2 separate regions of the Sus scrofa genome follow, and region 2 is linked to region 1. The links are chromatin contacts, called in public promoter capture Hi-C maps. All regions are on one chromosome and are shown on one strand. Each heading gives the region's core, a stretch centred on a gene start, on an enhancer-like site or on the middle of the called end of the contact. The rest is flanking DNA. Distances are from core to core; before and after follow the strand shown.

Region 1 (3,620 bases), core at 42-2,541:
AGGTGTGGCATATGGAAGTGCCCAGGCTAGGGATGGAATAGAGCTACAGCTGCTGGCCTCCACCACAGCCACAGCAATACCAGATCTGAGTCATATCTGCGACCTACACCACAGCTCATAGCAACACCAGATCCTTACCCACTGAGTGAGGCCAGGGATCAAACCCTCATCCTCATGGATCCTAAATATATAACTGAATCCCTTTACTGTACATTTGAAACTAAGCACAACATTGTCAATCAAGTATACTTCAATTAAAGATTAAAATAATTAAAATAATAAACATAAAACCCCATAACACTACAGACCAGGAAACAGACCAGTTGTACAGACCAGGAAACAGAAGCTTAAAACTAAGTCCAGGAAATGCTCCCGGGGTCACGCAGCTCATAAGCAACAGAACCAGGATTGGAGCACTTGGCCTGAGTGACCTAAAAGCCAGAACTTTCCCAGCACCTGGACCTCAAGATTGGCAGCCCAGGAAGTATTTATGATGAGGGGACTTAGGGCTATAACCCTTTGAGGTGGGGGCGGCGCTTTAGTGGGACCATGCTGCCCCCTGCTGGCGGGAAGGACCGGGGCGTCTGCGGAGCGCGGAGAGAAGAGCGGAGAGGAGACGGGTGGGGCGGGACAAGAGTGAGGAGGGAAGACGCGGGGGGAAGATGCGAGAGGAAGATGGGGAACGGGAAGTTTTGTGCAAGGAAAAAAACCACTCAAAGGAGGGAGCAGAAAATGCCAAGTTTTGATTACTTCCTTGAAAGCATTTTGGGCACGCCTGCAAGAGTGCGCGTGGCGGGGCCGGGGGTAGTTGATGCACTTCAGATGTTGCTGGGAGTCAGTCCCCGGAGTTCAGAGTGGGGGTGTGTGTGTGTGTGTGTGTGTGTGTGTGTGTGTGTGTGTGGCGCGCGCGTGTGCGTTCGTGGGCACTAGAAGGTGTTTATGTGTATCTGTGTGTGGATGTGTCGTGTGGGCAGATGTGTGTGCTGCGAGCACGTAGGGTGTGTGCGACTCTCAGCTGCTGCAGGGCGGGAAGCATCTGTGCGGGAAGGAAGCGGGTCCGGGCCGCCCCCTGCCCCACCCGCAGACCTCTCCCTCCCGCAGGTGGGGAGGGCGGTGCCTGCCTGCGGTTGGCGTTGCCAGGCGAGGCCCGCCGCTCTGGGGCTGCGGGGCCGGGGCGCGAGGCAGCAGGGGGCAGCAGGGGCAGGCGGAGGCCGACGGGCTGCGGGTGGGGCAGGGCGGAGGGCGGGCAGAAGGAGGCCTTTAAGGCGCCTGCCCCGCCCACAGGTGAGCAGTACCTGGTGAGCCAGCTCGTCTCCCTGCCTGCCCACTCAGTGGCAGTGCCCCGAGGCAGCTGTCCCCTCTGGAGCGCAGCAGATCCCTCTTTCAGAACTCACTACCGAGAGCCCCAGCAGGTGATGGCATAGGGTCAAGAGCGTCCTGTGAAGTGACATCCATCTGCGAACAGGACTGGTGGCGGTGACTGGCGGCGGGGAGGGTGCTGGAAGAATCCCGGCTTGGTCTGGTTTGGAAAGTCCAGGATAGGCAGGTGCCAGGGAAGGGCGCCGAGTGACCCTGTGGTGTGGGAGTCTGGCTTGGGGGTCAGGGGAGGGACCTGGGGTGTTCCTTCAGTTGTCCGAGGGTCAGGAGTTGGTAGAGGGCCTGGGCAGTACAGAGGCATAGGGTGTCGGGATGGGATCTGGGAGAAATCCTGAGGTGTCGGGGTCAGACGCTGGAGAAGCTTGGTGACAGGCTTGTCCGGGAGGCTGGGGTCGGGTGGGTCGGCCCAGGCTGGGGAGGGGGCGAGGGCGGGGTCCCAACTCACGCATGTCTGCCTCCCAGGAGCCGCCATGCGCTGCTTCAGCTTCATTAAGACCGTGATGATCCTCTTCAATCTGCTCATCTTTGTAAGTGCGGGGTTACGGGCTCTTTGGGGTTCCCTGCAGGAGCGCGCCTCGACCTGAGCACAGCCCGAGCTGGGAAAGAGGAGCTGGCCCTGCGGGGACTCGGTCCTTCAAGTTGCCCCCTGTGATGCGGTGCAGAAGTCTGCCCAGATGATGCTGAGTCCCGCTCCCGGTGGCAGCCTGGCCACAGGTCGAGTGGGGAATCTTAGGGGCACCCCTCCCCTCCGGGAAGCTTCAGTTCAGGCTTAGAGCAGGGCACAGTAGGCGAACAGGCTAGGGCCCAAGTGAGAGGAGGGGGGGTGCCCAGGGCCACTAGTGTGGAAGGAAACGCAGTGGCCTCTGGATGGTGGGGAGCCGAAAGCAGAGACAGCCCGGAGATGTTAGAGCAGAGGGTTGGCTGCAGGCAGCCCTTTTTTTATTCAACAAACATGTTGCCTCAGGCTCTGCTGAGGGCCGGGGGTAACAGGTGAGCGAGCTTCTCTGCCCTTGGAGATCGCAGATCCAGCAGGCCAGATAGGCAGGCGGTTGTGACAAAGCATATGTGGCCTTCCGCACAGGGACTGCGGAGCCTATAGGAGGGGCTTGAAACCTGCCTGGTCAGAGAAGACTTCTAGGAGGAAATAGCTGAGGCTGGAAATTTGCACGGGGTGGGGTGGGGGTGTTGGCGAAGCATATGCAGAAAGGCCCGGTGGTGGTGAAATTAGATATTGTTCAGAAAACCAGGAACAGATTGTATAAGGTGTGTTTGAGGGAGCTGAGCAATGAGGCTTGAACGCTAGAGATGGTGGCAGAGATGGGGAGACACGGGCAGAGCGGACAAGGCACAGAGCCCTTGGGGGCACTGAGGGGTGGGAGAAGGGGCAAGAAAGAGAGAGGTCCTGGGATGATGACCATGTCTCTGGCAAGAGCAACCTGGGGCATAGCCCACAGACGGCCGTGTGCCCAGTGGGGTTGCATCTCAGGTCAGAGCTGGACACGGACATTTGAAAGTCGTGTGCCCAGGAGTTCCCTGGTGGCTCAGCGGGTTAAGGATCCAGCATTGTTATTGCTGTGGCTCTCGTTACTTCTGTGGGCAGGGTTCATCTCTGGCCCAGGAACTTCTGCATGCCATAGGCGCAGCCAAAAAATAAATAAAGTCAGGTGCCCTTGGGTGGTCACTGAAGCCGTGGGAGGGGTGAGAGCAATCAGCAGGAAGAGGGAACTCTGGGAGACCCACCTTATAAAGGATAAATGGAGAAAAGGCCACCGGGAAGCAAACAAAGGAGCGGCAGGAGGCAAACCGGGAGAGGGAGGTATCAGGTCAAGGAGAATGCTGTGCCCATGGATGTCCCAGGATGTCATCAGAGACCTTGGGGCCACCTGAGAGCTGGTTAAAGTGAGTAGAAGGTGAAGAGGTGGACACGTGAAGTTTAGATGAGTTTGGAGGAATTTGGGCTGGGGGTGAAGGAACTCTCTGACTTTGATGTGGTTTGTTCCTCGGGCTGCTTCTGCCTTCAGGGAACTCGCCTTTGTCCGAGTTATCCGAAGAAGGCATCGGGACTTCGGGGAAGGGGAGAGCAGAGGCTCTGGCCTGAGGGGTTAAAGGCAAATCCGGTTTGCTTTCTGGCCTCTGTTGCCCAGGCCTCGGCTGACTGGGCAGGGCAGGCCTGCGACTCCTTGAAATTTGACCCTGTAGGCTAGACGCCCAGCTTTCTGCCCTTGGGCAAACACTGGGATCCA
Region 2 (3,898 bases), core at 852-3,351, 640 kb before region 1:
AGGGCACATACAACAAGTGCAACAAAATGTGTGCCCACATATGAGGCTGTGTGCATGAAGAAAAGAACTGACCGGATACCTTCCAGGGCACAGATCTGATACTTCCACCGTTCTTTCTCTTCCAGAGGGCCCTGCACAGCCTGTCTGAGTGCCTTAGTCCCTACCCAGGCAGAAAACCGCATGAGTTACTGTATGTAAGGCGCTTCCCCAACACCTGGCACCCTCCTCTCACACAAACCCCAAACATACACACCTAGGACTCCATGTCTCACCTGAGCCTGGGATTGAAGATGGGATTGAAGAATAGTAACTTCAGCCCAAAGAGAAGATGCATTATGGACCTCAGCCCAAATCAGCCTCTCTGGGACAATGGCAATCTCTAGAGCCCAAGGCTGTTGAGCTTGGACTCCTGTCTAGGAAGGCAAGTGACGAGGGGAAATCCGAGTCCCAGCCAGGTCTCCTGCAGAAGGAATAAGGCAAAGTCAGTGCAAAGTCTATTAGAGGGAGGGGGAGGACTGATGTTTGCTCAGGAAAGGAAAAAGCTGAATTTGTAAGGAATAGTGGTACAGGCACCAATAAAAGGCAGATCCTGGAAAGAGAAAAGGCTGGCGGGTAAGTAGGAAAAGGAACAATACTTACCTGCGGTGGAGACCCCAAAGGAATACAGCTGCTGCTACAAAACAAAGAAGGGCACAGGCCAATGAGTTCTTGGTGTTCCTTAACCCACTACCTTAATCCGGGGGCAGGGGCCTCAGGTGCCCCCTCGTCTTAATCCTGGCCACATTTCCGTCAGTAGCTTTTTTTTTTTTTTTTTTTTTGGTCTTTTCTAGGGGCCACTCCCTCGGCATATGGATGTTCCCAGGCTAGGGGCCGAATCGGAGCAATAGCTGCCGGCCTACACCACAACCACAGCAACTCGGGATCCGAGCTACACCACAGCTCAGGGCAACGCTGGATCGTTAACCCACTGAGCGGGGCCAGGGATGGAACCCGCAACCTCATGGTCGGATTCGTTAACCACCGAGCCAGGACAGGAACTCCCGGTCAGTAGCATTGAGAAGCGTGTCGAGCTGCTCAAAGTCTGGTTCCTTCTCATAGCCTGAGGCAGTGGTCTGGGTCCCTAGAGCCTTACGCCCTTGCTCTCCCAACCCGGGACATCCGAGGCAAAGCCCGGGAAAGGCCAGAACGTCAGCTCGAAAGAGATGAGTGGGTACGCAATACTAAAAGTAAGGATGCTGGAGTTCCCATCGTGGCGCAGCGGTTAACGAATCCGACTAGGAACCATGAGGTTGCGGGTTCGGTCCCTGCCCTTGCTCAGTGGGTTAAGGATCCGGCGTTGCCGTGGGCTGTGGTGTAGGTTGCAGACACGGCTCGGATCCCGCGTTGCTGTGGCTCTGGCGTAGGCCAGGGGCTACAGCTCCGATTAGACCCCTAGCCTGGGAACCTCCATATGCCGCGGGAGTGGCCCAAAAAAAATAGCAAAAAGACAAAAATAATGATAATAATAAAAAATAAAATAAAAAAATAAAAGTAAGGATGCAATATTAGACCAAAATTAAGCCTCAGGGACTCGTCAGGGGAGCAGCGTCCTTGGGGAACTGGGGTACAAGAGGGTTACCCTGATACAGATACCAGGGGGGAGTTGAAGATGCTGAATCTTGGTCGAGACCTCCGCAGACGCAGGACACTGGCGCGATTACACCGAATCTAAGGCAGCGACTCCTGCCGCCACCCTGTTCGAACCTATGACACTCCGGGAAAGCCAGACTTTGGACTGGCCTCCGCGGCGCCGATTGGGAAACTGAGTTCGCCCCACACGGAGACAACCGGCAGCAGAAGAAGGCTGCCAAGCTACATTTTTCTGGAAGCGTTTAACACGCGCATTAGCACATACACACACCCCCACCATGCCGCGAAACAGTCTTTCTGATTTTGTAGCCGCCGCGTCTAAGGACCAAATGAACTACGTGTCCCAGGATGCATCGCGCAGAGCCAACGATGTTCCGCTGCAGATCCAGTAGCTCTTGGGAAATGGAGTTCAAGCTACCTCGACGTTTAACGGCCCGCGTTGGCCTTCAAACTCCATTTCCCAGCAGGCTCAGCGTGTAGCGTGCGCTATGGAGCCCCATGTCGCAGAGCTGAAGCAGAGGATTGAGGACACGTTATGCCCTTTTGGCTTCGAAATTTACCCCTTCCAGGTTGGTTTATCCCTACCGCGGTGCTAGGGCAAAACGTATGATTAGCCTCGGTGCCACTGGCCTCTATTCTTTCCCGAGCTCCCCCGGCCGCGTGTCCGTCTGACCTACCGGGAGAGGGTGTCAACGGGCGCTTAAGTTCAAAGGGTAGAGAAGCGTTGCACGTTTGTCCTTTTACCCTCATATATTGCCGGACTGATGAGCAGGAGACACCACATGATCAGTAACCTTGTGGCCTTGTCACCTACGCAGTTTACATAGGGGCCAGAGTCACTTTGGAAGCTTCCCGAAGGAGTTAGGAGAGGGCAACGTCTGAAAGATTTGCATGGCTAGAATTTAGGTCATCTCATGAGGGAAGGACATTCCTGGGGTTGAACAAGCAAATGATTGGCTGGTCTGTCCCATCTACCAACCAAAGGAGGGATTCATGAAGTTGCCAATTACTAGGACCCGTCTGAGTACAGAGACTGCATACTTACCTGACACACAAGTCTAGCATCACCACCTACCGTTTTGCACATAGGTCCATTTCCCCATATCCATTGCCTCCTGCACTGAGCCCTCTGCTTGGAAACAAAGCTGATTAAACTCAGCTTGAGCCTTTTGCCTGATGCTTAAGAGGCAGCCCACTCCCACAACCTTCCAATGAGTGGCCCCTAAGCAGTGCTGGGTAATGATATAGAGGAAGAGGTAGGTTGGGTTTAGAGTGAGAGAGCCTTCTCTGAAACAGTGGAGTTGAGCTGTATATGAAAAAATAGATTGGAAGGAAGGACAGTTATATACATCGCAAATGTCAGGAATAGCTTGAGTAAAGGTGTGGAGGTAGTAGTGGTGGCTGGCAGGTATGGGGGAGAGTGGGGATGCGTATCTGGTGTGATCAGGCAGGCCTGGGTGGTGGGGGCTGTGGTATTGAACTGTGCCATCTATAGTCCTGCCAGTCATCCTAGGCTCCTCCATCTCTCACCTCCCCAACCCTACATCCAGTCAGCCACTGGGCCCTTTAGGAATCTGTCTGCTGCATCTTCCAAATCCATTCCTTCCCATTGAACACATCTATGCCCTGGTCCAGGCCAGTTTTTTGGGGGCCACACCCACGGTATGTGGAAGTTCCCAGGCCAGGTACTGAACCTACACCACAGTAGTGACCCAAGCCACAGTAATGATGCCAGATCCTTACCTGCTGAGCCACTAGGGAATGCCATAGGCCACTATTTCTCATCGAGATTACTGCGATAACCTCCTGCTGTCACTTCGCCTCCCTTCCATCCTCCACACTGCAGCCAGAGTGACCTGAAACTGATTATGTCAGTTTACTTCTTAGATCTTCAAGGGCTAATCCCTCATTGTCACCAAATTAGACCCATATTCCTTAAATTGATATTCAAAGGCCAGTCACCATCTCTCACTCTTAGTGATCTCTCCAGGCGTCTCTCTCTCTGCTTCCCACTCTGGACCCTTCCTTTCTATCAAAGTAGATAATTTGTCATTCTCCACCTACGCCTTGTACTTCCTCCTTCTCTGTTGATGATGGGACCTGCTTAATACACACACCAGATTCCCCTTCCCCGTGGCAGCCTGTCAGTTTCCTTCCCGGCCTTCAAGACTCAGCTTCCTAGAAGCCTTTTCTAATTTCAGAGAACCCTCATTTGGTCCTATCATTGCATTAATCATAGTACAGCCAGTTTCTTTTTGTTCTTAGTTAT

The links. Promoter capture Hi-C pulls out the DNA fragments that hold promoters and counts their contacts.
Region 2: a contact with region 1 is called in a promoter capture Hi-C map of fetal skeletal muscle, with 6 times the contacts expected there. The contact joins the promoter of MMACHC here to the promoter of TSPAN1 in region 1. A contact is called at or near these places in 1 of 5 promoter capture datasets (fetal skeletal muscle) and 1 of 47 Hi-C or Micro-C datasets (embryonic fibroblasts).

Annotation. Positions count from the first base shown.
Region 1 is chr6:165,227,181-165,230,800 of Sscrofa11.1, reverse strand. TSPAN1 (tetraspanin 1) reads left to right here and starts at 1,291. Exons shown (of 8, transcript NM_001243860.1): 1 at 1,291-1,412; 2 at 1,840-1,904. The coding sequence starts at 1,848.
Region 2 is chr6:165,863,877-165,867,774 of Sscrofa11.1, reverse strand. It overlaps MMACHC (methylmalonic aciduria (cobalamin deficiency) cblC type, with homocystinuria), which reads left to right and starts at 2,101. Exons shown (of 4, transcript NM_001244776.1): 1 at 2,101-2,198. The coding sequence starts at 2,118. LOC110261410 reads right to left here and starts at 1,909. Exons shown (of 9, transcript XM_021097629.1): 1 at 1,744-1,909; 2 at 640-673; 3 at 273-310; 4 at 73-160. The coding sequence starts at 1,909.